Regions from separate parts of the Pan troglodytes genome. Here regions 2 and 3 are each linked to region 1. Evidence: chromatin contacts called from public Hi-C and HiChIP or PLAC-seq data. All regions are on one chromosome and are shown on one strand. The core of a region is the stretch at or near the end of the contact, and the rest is flanking DNA. Distances in the headings are between cores, read along the strand shown.

Region 1 (4,773 bases), core at 1,356-3,855:
GAGGGAAGGAGACAGGCAGAGACAAGGACACAGGCCAGCGGGCAGGAGGGGAAAGAGATCAGGCAGACACCCATATCCAGACAAATGCAGGGAACAGAGAGGAGCACCCTCTCTGCCCCGCAGGGGTCCACCGCCCTCACCTCTTCCCGGAACTGGGCCGGGCCCAGCTCGTGCAGTGAGGGCACCAGAAGCCTCAGTCCACGAACAGGCCACCCGACAGGGGCGCGGCCTCACGGACGGGCAGCGCCGCTGGGGGAGCTTGCGGCGGCCTGAAGGCGCAGCCCCGCTCTCCTGGGTCGGCCAGACCCGGGGCCCTGGGGGGCGGTGGGCTGGGCATTCAGGGTGTGGAAGCCTCAGGTCCCGGGGTCCCCCAAATCCTGCCTAGTCCACTCCCCACCCAACCCTGCCCCTTCTCATCCAATGTCTGGCACCGAGCGCGGATGCCCGCGGGTTCCCATCAGCTGCGCACGCTGCCAGCCCAGCCCCAGCAAACAGGCTCGCCAGCCCGCGTCCCCCAGGACTCGAGAGCCCCCCATCCGTCTGAAGCTGCCGTGCACGCCGCCGCCGGCGGAGGGCAGTAGAGACCGAGAAAAGGTCGGCGCTCCCCGCCCCGAGCCGGGAGCCGGGAACTTGGGGAGGGGGCCTGGGGGCTCGAGGGCCTTGCAGAGCCGCCTGAAGGGCGAGCCGGGACGCCTGCGTTCCCGGGACTCCGGAGATCCCCGGCTGCAGGGGCGGGGGCGCTATTTTGGGGGCAGCAGCTGCTACGATTCCGGCATCTCCAGCCAAAGGATCAAAATTCCCCGGGTGGGAACTCCCCCCTCTCCCGCCGGTCACCCCTAGCCCAGCCCCCGCCGCCCTGAGCTGGGGGTGGTGGTGCTGCTGGAGATTAACTAGGAAACCCGAGTGGCGCTAATTATAACTCGGGGCTTCCGCCGAGCCTCCCCTTCCCAAAAAATAGACATGGAGTCTCCGCGGGAGGGGGCGTCCTGGGCCTCGGAGGGGGCCTCTGCGGGGCGCTGCGCAGGGGCGCTGGGCTTGTGGCCCTGGGGATGGGGGTGCCCAGCCCGGCGCCGGGAACCTGCGCAGCTCGGTTACCGCCCCAATTAGGGGGTGTCTTCCAGTGGCCCCGGACTAGGGAGCGGTCGGGGAAGGGGTGCTCGGGGGTCCCCGCGGGAATCGGAGCGCAGAGGCGGCGGCCGTCCCCGCGGGCTCGGGCTCCTGCGTGGGCGTCGGTGAGTGTGAGGCGGCCGGGGAAGAGTTCCGGACGAGTGCGGGGCAGCGGAGGGCGGCGCGGGGCAGGCCCGGGGAAGCGGGAGCCGTCCCGTTAGGGGGGCCTGGACCCCTCGGGGAGCGCACGGTGCCCCGGACGCGGGCCTTAAGGAGAGTCCCGGGCGGGGAGGGAGACTCACCTGAGGCGGCCGAGCCGGGCCGGGCCGGGCCGCGCCGGGAGCTGGAGGCGGCCGATGTTCCCCGGCGCAGGCTGAGCCGACTCTGACAGCCGCCGCCTCCGGCCCCCCGCACACACCCCCTCCGGGCCTCACAGCGCCCCCGCTCGCCCCCGCCCACTGTCTCCGCCCCCGCCCCTCCCCGCTCCCCCGGGTGGCCACCTCCCCTCTCTCTCCCTCCCTTGGAGCCGAGACCCGGAGACCCCGGGGCCCAGACGCACTCCAGTGCCAGACGCCGACCGACGACAGACGCGCAGTGACAGACGCGACCCAAAGACCTGCAGCGGCGGAGTAGACACCCACGTGACAGACGGACAGAAGCCCGTGGAGACAGACACGCGCAGACGGACGACCTCATGCAGTGACAGGCACAGACAATCGCAGGGACGACTTTCACAGACGGACGGACACACTTGGACACCCTGTCGGTCTCGCTTGAGGCTGGTGCAGTTAGCGCAAGGCCAAGGGGTCATGCATCCCCGGCCACGACACAGACGGGTGGCATGGGAGGAGAGGCATGTGGGAGTGTGGCAGAGGACCGTCCCCTTAGGGGTCCAGGTGGCACGGGTGCAGAAAAGGTGACGTGGGACACTCCTGGGGATGAAAGGACACCTGTGGGAATGGAGATGTAAAATGGGATCGCTAGTGGAAATGAGGTGGGAGGTTATGGAGACAGGAGACCCCTGGGGGAGGAAGGGGTGACTCAGGACACCTGAGAAGGCAGGACAGCGTGGTAGCACGCGCAAGGCTGCTGGGCGAGGCCGCACTCCGCGGCGGCAGTGGAAACTTCTGGAACCCCCGCGGGTGGGTCTGTGCTGGTTCCCTGACGGGTGACTTCGGACTTTCGTCACCAGGGTCCGGTCGGGGCATGACATCACCAGGCCTAGCATTCATTGGCCGCGCGGCTGGCAGGTGGGAGCGGCCTGGCTCAGGCGCCCCCAGCCTGCTCCGAGGGGCCTGACCCGCGCAGATTGCCCCCCGCCCCGCCCTCCAGGAGTTCACCCGTGTGGACAGGGCTGCTGCAGCGGGGTCCCCACGACCGAGGTGCATGCGGCAATACCGCGCGGCGCCTGCTTCCTGGAGGCGGCCGGCTCGGGAGCCCCCGAGACCCCGCGTGGGAGAGCGGCCGGCGCAGGCCAGCGTCGGGGCGTGCGTGCGCGCGCGCGGCGGTGCGGGGCGCGGCGTGGGGTGGGCGCGTGCGCACACGCTCGCTCTGACCGCCGCGCGCCCCGCAGCGCCCCGCAGCGCCTCGGGCACGCGGGCGCCGCCGCCAGGGACCGCGGGCACCGGGTCGCGGGGCCTCGCAGGGGTTGAATCCGGAGTCTTGCCAGTCCCTGGGCCGCGCGGTTCCCGGCTTTCCAAGCTGGGCGGGCCCCACGCCCGCTCGCCCCACGGGAACCGGGTCCCGCAGGCACGGTCACCCGCGCTCTGCTCGCTGGAGACGGCCGCCAGGTGGCGCAAAAAGCAGCCACTCGGGCCTCGGAGACTGGGCTGGGTTGGGGGTGTTGGGGAGGTGAACCCCTTGCCATCTGTGCCCACTGTCTCCGGCTTTCCCCGCCCCAATCTCAGGCAACCCCAAATCCCCTGCCTGGACACCGAGGCTCCTTGTATCCGGCCTTCAGCGTTCTGGCCGCACTAGTTGAAGGCTCCTCACTGGCCAGACCATGTGCCCTAGTTGAGATCCCTGAAGAGCAGATGTAAGGGCTGTGCATGGGGGAGGGGACAGGAGGGTGGATGGTGGGTGTTGCTGCGGGGGGAATGGATCTGAGGCAGGTTTCTAAGCGTGGTAATTATGAATTATTAAAATGATGGGGCCGCGTGTGGCCCCTAGCGCGGTGCCTGTAATCCCAGCACTCTGGGAGGCCGAGGCAGGAGGATCGCTTCAGTCCAGGAGTTGGAGACTAGCCTGGGCAACATAGCGAGACTCCCTTCTCCGCAAAAAAATAAAATGATGGAAACAAACTGTGAACGAGTGCTCTGAGGCCTGCCCCAGTCCTGAGGCTTTAGGGATTTTTGGCCCTGCTAGTGATGAAGGCTTGCCCCTGTCACCCTCCAGACGAACTGTGCCACGCAGGTGTCACCTAACCTCTGTCGTCACGAGTTTCTAGGCCTGTACAATGAAGATAGGGAGGGCAGGGATAGTTTATCACCAGGGTTATCATTTCCTGGAACTATCCCTCTTTTCACCTTGAGCTCTCAGCAACCGTTGTCAACACAGGCACCTAACCTGTCAAGCCAGGAGGCGTTTCCCTACATAGTCTAGCATAGTAAACTCCCCACCCTCCACAGCTGTCACTGCAGGGATGTCCTTGATTTTTCCCATTTCTTCTCTCACCATTTCTGTTTATCCAGGAATGAGCCTTGCTTCTACTACCAGTTCTGCCAATTCAGAGAATTTCCCTACCCCTCTTTTATCTCTGTCTCCCACCTTGGAAGGAAGCGCCATTTTTTTTTTTTAGACAGAGTCTCGCTCTGTCGCCCAGGCTAGAGTGTAGAGATGATGCCATCTCAGCTCGCTGCAACCTCTGCCTCCTGGGCTCAAGGATTCTCCTTTCCCAGCCTCCTGAGTAGCTGGGACTAGAGGCGCCTGCCACCACACCTGGCTAATTTTTGTATATTTAGCAGAGGTGGGGTTTCACCATGTTGGCCAGGCTGGTCTCGAACTCCTGACCTCAGGTGATCCTCCTGCCTCAGCCTCCCAAAGTGTTGGGATTACAGGCATGAGCTGCCATGCCTGGCAGGGAACCCCACTTCTATTACAGACCTTGATCCACATCTTCTAACACAAAAGATTCTTATTTCCTCTATTTATTGGTTAATATTCAGTTCAGCTGTATGAGACCAAAAACCAAATAATGGCTTTAACAAGATATAATAGAGGCCAGGCGTGGTGGCTCATGCCTGTTGTAATCCCAGTATTTTGGGAGGCTGAGGCAGGCAGATCACCTGAGGTTGGGAGTTCAAGACCAGCCTGACCAACATGGAGAAACCCTGTCTCTACTAAAAATACAAAAAAATTAGCTGGGCATGGTGGCCCATGCTTGTAATCCCAGCTACTCAGGAGGCTGAGGCAGGAGAATCGCTTGAACCCAGGAGGTGGAGGGTGCAGTGAGCGGAAATCATGCCATTGTACTCCAGCCTGGGCAACAAGAGCGAAACTCTGACTCAAAAAAAAAAAAATAATAATAGAAATGTATTTCTTGGGCCAGGTGCAGTGACTGTCATCCCAGAACTTTGGGAGGACGAGGAGAGAGGATCACTTGAGGCCAGGAGTATGAGGCCAGCATGGCCAATGTGGTGAGACCCTGTCTCTACAAAAAATAAAAAT
Region 2 (4,773 bases), core at 979-3,478, 320 kb after region 1:
GGCTTGGTACTGCCTGATCCCTGTTCCCGTCTGATCCTTAAGGTCAGAGAGCAAAGCCTTGGGGGGTACTTTTTTTTTTTTTTTTTTTGAGACAGATTCTTGCTCTGTCACCCAGGCTGGAGTGCAATAGCATGATCTCGGCTCACTGCAACCTCCACCTCCCAGGTTCAAGCGATTCTCCTGCCTCAGCCTCCCAAGCAGCTAGGATTACAGGCACGCACCACCATGCCTAGCTGATTTTTATATTTTTAGTAGAGATGGGGTTTCATCATATTGGCCGGGCTGGTCTTGAACTCCTGGCCTCAAGTGATCCACCTGCCTTGGCCTCCCGAAGTGCTAGGATTACAGGTGTGAGCCACCATGCCCTGTCTTGGGGTACTTTTGAGGACAAGAGATAAGTTCGGGACTGGGCATGTTGGCTTATACACTTTGGGAGGCAAAGGTGAGAGGATTGTTCCAGCCCAGGAATTCGAGACCAGCCTGGTCAACATAGCAAGACTCTGTCTCTATAAGAAAAAATAATAATTAGCTGGGCGTGGTGGTGCTTGCCTGTAGTCCCCGATACTTGCTTGAGCCCAGGAGTTCAAGTCTGCAGTGAGCTATGATCACATGACCGCACTCCAGCCTTGGTGACAGAGTGAGACCCTGTCTCCAAAAAAAAAAAAAAAAAAGAGATGGGTTTGGGGCTGGACTTGTCTTCTTCCAAGAGGTCAGGGCAGTTGCTTCTTCCTCACCACTAACCACACTCTCAGGGACTCCAAACCACAACTAAGAAAAGGAAAAAGACATAAACAAGAGGCAGTTTCACAGGAAGAGTTCTCCTAATGTGTCTGTGAGCCTAACTTTCCGACTGTGGTTCTCCTCTCTTTCCCTGCCAGCTGTGAGAAAACAAAGCCTAAGGCAGATTAAAAAGCAGGAGGGCTGCTCAGTGTGGTTGCCCTTGGTATCTGTTTACTGAAAAAATCCAAAACAAACATCCGATGCTTCCACCCACTGAAACTTCCTGTGACTCTGCTATCAGCTGTTGCCATGGATTCTCCCAACTGAACCCCACCACATACACTAAACCCAACAGTCCGTGGACCCCAAGTATGCCATCTCTCCAATACAGGACCCCCTGGGCAGCACCCTGGCCACCCTTCCATCCACAACATCCAGACCACATGGCCAAGGGCACCTGACCCTGTCAAAACCCCAAATCCAGCTGGGCGCGGTGGTTCACGCCTGTAATCCCAGCATTTGGGAGGCCGAGGCAGCCGGATCACGAGGTCAGGAGTTCGAGACCAGCCTGACCAACATGGTGAAACCCCGTCTCTACTAAAATACAAAAATTAGCCGGGCGTGGTGGTGCACACCTGTAATCCCAGCTACTCGGGAGGCTGAGGCAGGAGAACCGCTTGAACCTGGGAGGCGGAGATTGCAGTGAGCCAAGATAGTGCTACTGCACTCAGCCTGGGCAACAAAATAAGACTCCGTCTCAAAACAGAAAAACAAAAAAAAAACAAAAACAACAACAACAACAAAATCCACTAGTCTAGCCCTACATGCTCACCCACTGCTAGCCAGTTTCCACCCTCTACAGCAGAGGTCCCCAACCTCTGGGCCGGGGGCCGGTACTGGTCCATAGCCTGTTAGGAACCAGGCTGCATAACAGGAGGTGAGTGGCAGGTGAGTGAAATTTCATCTGTAGTTACAGCCACTCCTCATCACTCGCATTACCACCAGAGCGCCACTCCCTGTCAGATCAGCGGCGGCATTAGATTCTCATAGGAGCTCGAACCCTATTCTAAACTGTTCATGTGAGGGATCTAGGTTGCAAGCTCCCTATGAGAATCTAATGCCTGATGATCTGTCACGGTCTCCCATCACCCCTAGATGGGACCATCTAGTTGCAGGAAAACAAGCTCAGGGCTCCCACTGATTCTACACGATGGTGAATTGTGGAATTATTTCATTATATATATTACAATGTAATAATAATAGAAATAAAGCACACAATAAATGTAATGCGCTTGAATCATCCCGAAACCATCCCACCCTGGTCTGTGAAAAAATTGTCTTCCATGAAACCGGTCCCTGGTGCCAAAAACGTTGAGGACCACTGCTCCACAGAATCTATCGGTCACTCTTCCTCCCCTCACCCCCTTGCCCTAAAAGCACACCCTGCAAACCTGCCATGAATTGACACTCTGTTTCTATCCCTTTTCCCCTTGTGTCTGTGTCTGGAGGAAGAAGATAAAGGACAAGCTGCCCCAAGTCCTAGCGGGCAGCTCGAAGAAGTGAAACTTACACGTTGGTCTCCTGTTTCCTTACCAAGCTTTTACCATGGTAACCCCTGGTCCCGTTCAGCCACCACCACCCCACCCAGCACACCTCCAACCTCAGCCAGACAAGGTTGTTGACACAAGAGAGCCCTCAGGGGCACAGAGAGAGTCTGGACACGTGGGGGAGTCAGCCGTGTATCATCGGAGGCGGCCGGGCACATGGCAGGGATGAGGGAAAGACCAAGAGTCCTCTGTTGGGCCCAAGTCCTAGACAGACAAAACCTAGACAATCACGTGGCTGGCTGCATGCCCTGTGGCTGTTGGGCTGGGCCCAGGAGGAGGGAGGGGCGCTCTTTCCTGGAGGTGGTCCAGAGCACCGGGTGGACAGCCCTGGGGGAAAACTTCCACGTTTTGATGGAGGTTATCTTTGATAACTCCACAGTGACCTGGTTCTCCAAAGGAAAAGCAGGCAACGTGAGCTGTTTTTGTTTTTCTCCAAGCTGAACACTAGGGGTCCTGGGCTTTTTGGGTCACCCGGCATGGCAGACAGTCAACCTGGCAGGACATCCGGGAGAGACAGACACAGGCAGAGGGCAGAAAGGTCAAGGGAGCTTCTCAGGCCAAGGCTATTGGGGTTTGCTCAATTGTTCCTGAATGCTCTTACACACGTACACACACAGAGCAGCACACACACACACACACACACATGCCTCAGCAAGTCCCAGAGAGGGAGGTGTCGAGGGGGACCCGCTGGCTGTTCAGACAGACTCCCAGAGCCAGTGAGTGGGTGGGGCTGGAACATGAGTTCATCTATTTCCTGCCCACATCTGGTATAAAAGGAGGCAGCGGCCCACAGAGGAGCACAGCTGTGTTTGGCTGCAGGGCCAAGAGCGCTGTCAAGAAGAGCCACACGCCCCCCTCCAGCAGCTGAATTCCTGCAGCTCAGCAGCCGCCGCCAGAGCAGGACAAACCGCCAATCGCAAGGCACCTCTGAGAACTTCAGGTAGGAGAAAAGCAAACTCCCTCCAACCTCTTACTTCGGGCTTAAGGCAGAGAACTCGCCTCCCCAGAATCTCCTCCCTCCATGATCCCCCGCTATTCCTCTATTTTCTTTTCCTCGGACCTGCAGCCTTGGGTCGACCCTGCCCTAGGGGTGACTGCAGGAGAGCAGGGAGGATGGTCAGGCGTCACCAACAACCCCATCACCCAGTAACAAGAACCTTGACACTCTCAGTCCCTCTGCATCAAGACACTTACCCATTTCCCACCTCATGCCTGCTAACTTGAATGAAACAATCGCTGGGAAAGCATTAAGAGAATTAAGGCTGGGCACTGTGGCTCATGCCTGTAATCCCAGCACTTTGTGAGGCTGAGGCAGGCAGATAACTTGAGCCCAGGAGTTTGAGACCAGCCTGGGCAACATGGCAAAACCCTGCACTCCCAAAAAAATACAAAAATTAGCTGGGCGTGCTGGTGTGCCTGTATTCCCAGCTACTTGGGAGGCTGAGGTGGGAGGATTGCTTGAGCTGGGGAGGCGGAGGCTGCAGGGAGCCAAGACTGAGCCATTACACCCAGCCTGGGTGACAGAGCAAGACCCTGTCTCTAAAAATGAATGAAAGGAAGGAAGAAAGAGAGAGAAAGAGAGGAAAGAAGGAAGGAAGGAAGGAAAGAAGAAAGAAAGAAAGAAAGAAAGAGGAAAGAGGAAGAAAGAAAGAAAAGAAAGAAAAGAAAAGAAAGCAAATTTAAAGCTTATGCAAATCAAAGATGTTGTGATAACTGATAATTGAGTCTGGGCTAAATTCCCCCTGGGCTGCAAAGGCAGAGAGTGGTAATGACTTCTCACCTGCTTTTCTTCTAAGGCTTTTTTACGGGACACAGAGGGAAGGGAGATGGACTGGATTCCAAGATTCCCACAGGGCAAGATGGGCGAAGACTCCCTGCCACTGCCCGGGGATAAGTCAGTCTGAGTGAGACGGAGTGGGATGGGCTTAGAACCTGAACGTGTCATGGTCTCTTCCTGCACCTTGCCCTAGTGTTCACTTACCACCTGCTTGCAGGAAACAAGAAGAGCAGGGCCCACAGCTGGCCAGCTCCCCTCCCCTCCCGCCTGTCTTCCAGAACGATTCCTTCACCAGCCCTCTTTCCATTGCTCTAGGATGCAGATGTCTCCAGCCCTCGCCTGCCTAGTCCTGGGCCTGGCCCTTGTCTTTGGTGAAGGGTCTGCTGTGCACCATCCCCCATCCTACGTGGCCCACCTGGCCTCAGACTTCGGGGTGAGGGTGTTTCAGCAGGTGGCGCAGGCCTCCAAGGACCGCAACGTGGTTTTCTCACCCTATGGGGTGGCCTCGGTGTTGGCCATGCTCCAGCTGACAACAGGAGGAGAAACCCAGCAGCAGATTCAAGCAGCTATGGGATTCAAGATTGATGGTGAGCCACGGGACACCAGGGGAGGTGGGTGGCATGCAGAACAGACCTACCAGAAGCCAAGGAAAGGCTGGCTCTGGCTTAG
Region 3 (4,773 bases), core at 628-3,127, 280 kb after region 1:
GCTAATACATATATTTTTTGAGACGGAGTCTCACTCTGTTGCCCAGGCTGGAGTGCAATGGTGCGATCTAGGCTCGCTGCAACCTCTGCCTCCCAGGTTTAAGTAGTTCTCCTGCCTCAGCCTCCCGAGTAGCTAGGAAGGCTAGGTTTTGTTTTGTTTTCTTTTGTTTTTTAGTAGAGACGAGGTTTTGCCATGTTGGCCAGGCTGGTCTCGAACTCCTGGCCTCAAGTGATTCTCCCAAAGTGCTGGGATTACAGGTGTGAGCCACTGCACCCGGCCTATTTTTCTGTCCTCACCTTGGTTGCCCGTCTGGTTGGCAGCATTCAACAGTGCTGACCCCCTCGTCCTTCTAGAAGTGCAGCATTTCCTGCCTTGGCCTCTGTGACCCTCTCTCTTTTGGATTTCCACCTACCTCTCTGGCATCTATGTCTCAGCCCCTCCACCTTTCACCTGGACCCTGAGGTCAGGCTCCCTTCTGTCCTCTCGGCTGCTGCCAGAATGAGCTCTTACAGCTTCAGTTTCCTACTTAAATTCCGCCACGTGGATAAAAAGGTACAAACATGCATAGGTATGTCATGAATTAATTATGGTAAAATGATAATTGTAGAACAGAAGTGGTGGAGATATGGGTGTTCACCGCAATTCTTTCAACTTCTTTGTGCTTTGAATTTTTCATAAAATGGGGCTGGGCACGGTGGCTCACGCCTGTAATCCCAGCACTTTGGGAGGCCAAGGCGGGTGGATCACTTGAGGTCAGAAGTTCGAGACCAGCCTGGCCAACATAGTGAAACCCCATCTCTACTAAAAATACAAAAATTAGCTGGGCATGGCGGTGAGTGCCCGTAATCCCAGCTACTTGGGAGGCTGAGGCAGGAGGATCGCTTGAACCTGGGAAGCGGAGGTTGCTGTGAGCTAAGATCACACTACTGCACTCCAGCCTGGGCGACAGAGCGAGGCTTCGTCTCAAAATAAAAATTATTTTTTCATGAAATGTTGAGGGAAATCTCCTGCAATGATTCTTTTGTCTTTTTTGATAAAATGCAGGCTTCTCTGCCAACACTCTCGTATCCTCTCCACACACATCATCCTAAATGGGGATGTACCCTTGCTGCTCCCAGTACCTGGAACAGGAACATTCTTCTCAGTGTTCTCCAGCTCTCTATGCCCTCTTATTGTTTTATTTTTTAGACAGGGTCTTGCTCTGTCATCCAGGCTGGAGTGCAGTGTCACCATCATGGCTCACTGCAGCCTCAACCTCCCAGGTTCAAGTGATTCTCCTGCCTCAGTCTCCTGAGTATCTGGGACTACAGGTATGCGCTACCATGCACGGCTAGTGAATTTTTTATGGAGACTGGGTCTCACCATATTGCCCAAGCTGGTCTTGAACTCCTGGGCTGAAGCAATCCTCCCGCCTTCTTTAAACTCATCTCATTGATGCCTTCTCCAGGAAGCCTGTGCTGTTCCCTCAGCAAGAGGCTTCTTACCTGATCCCCCACAGCCTCTCCTACAGCTCAGGAACGGTTTATGGAATGAAAGGCCTCTCTTGAAGCTTTGCAGGCACCTGCCTGCCTGAGGTGTTAGCAAATCTGCAGACCCGGCCTGAGGCCATGTGTCTAGTTACCCTGGTCTCTGAATCACAGATGAGCTCTCATTTCTTCCCACAAATAAACCCTGTGACCCTCCACCCTCTACTCAGAGAACCCGCCCTCAGGTAGTTCCCTGTTTGTGACATACACACACTTAGCCCTGAGGCTGGACTGACAGGCCGACCTGGCTGGTGGACTCCAGCCCAAGCCTGCCATCTGCCTGCCGGGGTGGGGGCCTTGGAGGGAGAGGACGGGGCCGGGTGGGGAGGAAGGCGGGGCCTGAGGCTGTGCGAGGCGAGGCGAGTCGGTGTGTCCCTGGCTGGGACGGAAGTTGCACCACAAGTACAATTAGTTTCAGTTTTGTTTCTTTTCCAGGCACCCAGCAACGGCGGCCTCCAGGCCCCAGGCCCCCTCACCATCCTAGAGGTCAAGATCAGCTCTGGCTAGGTAAGGGGTGGGGGGCGGCACAGCTATAGGAAGGACCGAGCGGAGGGAGTAGGGGGAGGGGAGTGGAGAGAGAGCGCGGGAGGAGGAGGAAGGGAAGGAAAGGGAGGGCGTGAAGAGGCACCCGGAAGGCAGGAGGAGAGGGCAGGAGGGAAACTGCACTCGCCTCCCTCCCGCTCTGTGGCCACAGGTCCCCGCAAGAAAGACCCCGTCCCACTCTCTGAGGTCTCCTCCCAGCTCCAGAAAAGGGGACATTCCACCTAGTCTGCCCAACAAGTAGGTCTCAGCCACTGTGCCAGGAGCTCAGGACTCCCTCCCTCCAGAGGTTTCTGGAATGCATTCAGCAGGAAAAGCTAAAAGAACAGGACTCCAGGAGATAAGCCAAGGCCAAGTCTATCAGAGGGTGAGCCAGCAGCGGGAAGGGGACCAGCCCTTCCCCTAGCGTTTTTCTGCCCACTCCAGAATCCGCTTTAGAAACTGTTAAATGCAGAAAGTGGGGCCTCCACCACCCGCGATGCTGCCCCAGGTCTAGCAGAAGACAGGTGTAAGGCCAGGCGGGTGCGGTGGCTCATGCCTGTAATCCTAATGCTTTGGGAAGGCCGAGACGGGAGGATAGCCTGAGGCCAGGAATTGGAGACCAGCCTGGGCAACATAGCAAGACCCCATCTCTACAAAAAGTGATAATTTTTTAAAAATGGGCTGGGCCCCTGGGCATGGTGGCTCACGCCTATAATCCCAGCACTTTGGGAGACCGAGGAGGGCGGATCACCTGAGGTCAGGAGTTCAAGACCAGCCTGGCCAATAGGGCCAAACTCCATTTCTACTAAACATACAAAAATTAGCCGGGTGTGATGGTGCGCACCTGTAATCACAGCTACTCGGGAGGCTGAGGCAGGAGAATCACTTGAACCTGGCAGGTGGAGGTGGCAGTGAGCCAAGATCGCACCACTGCACTCCAGCCTGGGCAACAGAGTGAGACTCTGTCTCAAAAAAAAAAAAAAAGAAAAAAAGGCTGGGCGTGGTGGCACATGCCTGTACTCCCAACTACTCAAAAGACTTGAGTCTAGGAGTTTGAGGCTGCAGTGAACTACGATCACACCACTGCACTCCAGCCTGGGTGACAGAGGGTGACCCTATTGCTAAAAACTAAAATAAAATAAAAAGAAGGCAGGTGTATGGGGCTTGGAGGATTAAAGCCCCCTAAGCTACTGCAAGATCCTACCCCAACTGGCAGGACCTAGGCATCTCTGCCCACTGGGATCCCCGTCTGTGTCCTTACTGCCTGCTCCTCGCACCCTGGCACCCTATACAGCAGGACCCCAGTACCTGTGCACACAGGAGGGCTTGCACCACATTTGCCAAAAGGCCTGTGGACTGGGGACACTGAGGATTCGATTATTAGCTAAGGCCAGGGACTCCTGGTCTTGTCATTTCTCACAGGTCTGACCCAACAAGTAGCACTGACATTTTTATGTTTGCTGGATGTACACACGGAAGTGGAGGAGGAGGAGGAGAAGGAGGAGGGCAGCTCCTTAGCTCAAGAGCAAGTGGCCCAAGGCCTCAGAAGACTAGAAGGAAGTTCCTGGCCATTCAGGTGAGACCTCAGGTTCCTTCCCGGCCATTTGGGTCAGCCCCTAGCCCTGGGGATCCGTGGGGCTTGAGGACGGGCGGTAGAAGCTAGAGGGTGAGCTGGTGAAGGTGCCTTCTCAACTCTGATCCTGACGCCTCTGCCTGCAGCATGGTTTCCCACGGGTCCTCGCCCTCCCTCCTGGAGGCCCTGAGCAGCGACTTCCTGGCCTGTAAAATCTGCCTGGAGCAGCTGCGGGCACCCAAGACACTGCCCTGCCTGCATACCTACTGCCAAGACTGCCTGGCACAGCTGGCGGATGGCGGCCGTGTCCGCTGCCCCGAGTGCCGCGAGACAGTGCCTGTGCCGCCCGAGGGTGTGGCCTCCTTTAAGACCAACTTCTTCGTCAATGGGCTGCTGGACCTGGTGAAGGCCCGGGCCTGTGGAGACCTGCGTGCCGGGAAGCCAGCCTGTGCCCTGTGTCCCCTGGTGGGTGGCACCAGCGCCGGGGGGCCGGCCACGGCCCGGTGCCTGGACTGTGCCGATGACTTGTGCCAGGCCTGTGCCGACGGGCACCGCTGCACCCGCCAGACCCACACCCACCGCGTGGTGGACCTGGTGGGCTACAGGGCCGGGTGGTATGATGAGGAGGCCCGGGAGCGCCAAGCGGCCCAGTGTCCCCAGCACCCCGGGGAGGCACTGCGCTTCCTGTGCCAGCCCTGCTCGCAGTTGCTGTGCAGAGAGTGCCGCCTAGACCCCCACCTGGACCACCCCTGCCTGCCTCTGGCCGAGGCTGTGCGTGCCCGGAGGCCGGGCCTGGAGGGACTGCTGGCCGGTGTGGACAATAACCTGGTGGAGCTGGAGGCGGCGCGGAGGGTGGAGAAGGAGGCGCTAGCCCGGCTGCGGGAGCAGGCGGCCCGGGTGGGGACTCAGGTGGAGGAGGCAGCTGAGGGCGTCCTCCGGGCCCTGCTGGCCCAGAAGCAGGAGGTGCTGGGGCAGCTACGAGCCCACGTGGAGGCTGCCGAAGAAGCTGCTCGGGAGAGGCTGGCAGAGCTTGAGGGCCGGGAGCAGGTGGCCAGGGCGGCAGCCGCCTTCGCCCGCCGGGTACTCAGCCTGGGGCGAGAGGCCGAGATCCTCTCCCTGGAAGGGGCGATCGCGCAGCGGCTCAGGCAGCTG

The links. A called contact is a pair of places that touch in the nucleus more often than the background predicts. HiChIP or PLAC-seq counts read pairs in DNA pulled down with a chosen protein or histone mark.
Region 2: a contact with region 1 is called in an H3K4me3 HiChIP or PLAC-seq map of stem cell-derived excitatory neurons, with 3 times the contacts expected there. The contact joins the promoter of SERPINE1 here to the promoter of ACHE in region 1. A contact is called at or near these places in 1 of 7 Hi-C or Micro-C datasets (stem cell-derived neural progenitor cells) and 1 of 1 datasets of contacts at active chromatin or transcription factors (stem cell-derived excitatory neurons).
Region 3: a contact with region 1 is called in a Hi-C map of induced pluripotent stem cells, with 3 times the contacts expected there. The contact joins the promoter of TRIM56 here to the promoter of ACHE in region 1. A contact is called at or near these places in 2 of 7 Hi-C or Micro-C datasets (induced pluripotent stem cells and stem cell-derived neural progenitor cells) and 1 of 1 datasets of contacts at active chromatin or transcription factors (stem cell-derived excitatory neurons).

Annotation. Positions count from the first base shown.
Region 1 is chr6:110,356,027-110,360,799 of NHGRI_mPanTro3-v2.0_pri, forward strand. ACHE (acetylcholinesterase) reads right to left here and starts at 2,606. Exons shown (of 6, transcript XM_054656144.2): 1 at 2,158-2,606; 2 at 1,749-1,886. The coding sequence starts at 2,335.
Region 2 is chr6:110,672,800-110,677,572 of NHGRI_mPanTro3-v2.0_pri, forward strand. It overlaps SERPINE1 (serpin family E member 1), which reads left to right and starts at 2,229. Exons shown (of 10, transcript XM_527841.7): 1 at 2,229-2,328; 2 at 3,104-3,267; 3 at 4,420-4,691. The coding sequence starts at 2,326.
Region 3 is chr6:110,632,444-110,637,216 of NHGRI_mPanTro3-v2.0_pri, forward strand. It overlaps TRIM56 (tripartite motif containing 56), which reads left to right and starts at 1,878. Exons shown (of 3, transcript XM_016957912.4): 1 at 1,878-2,033; 2 at 3,471-3,624; 3 at 3,768-4,773. The coding sequence starts at 3,769.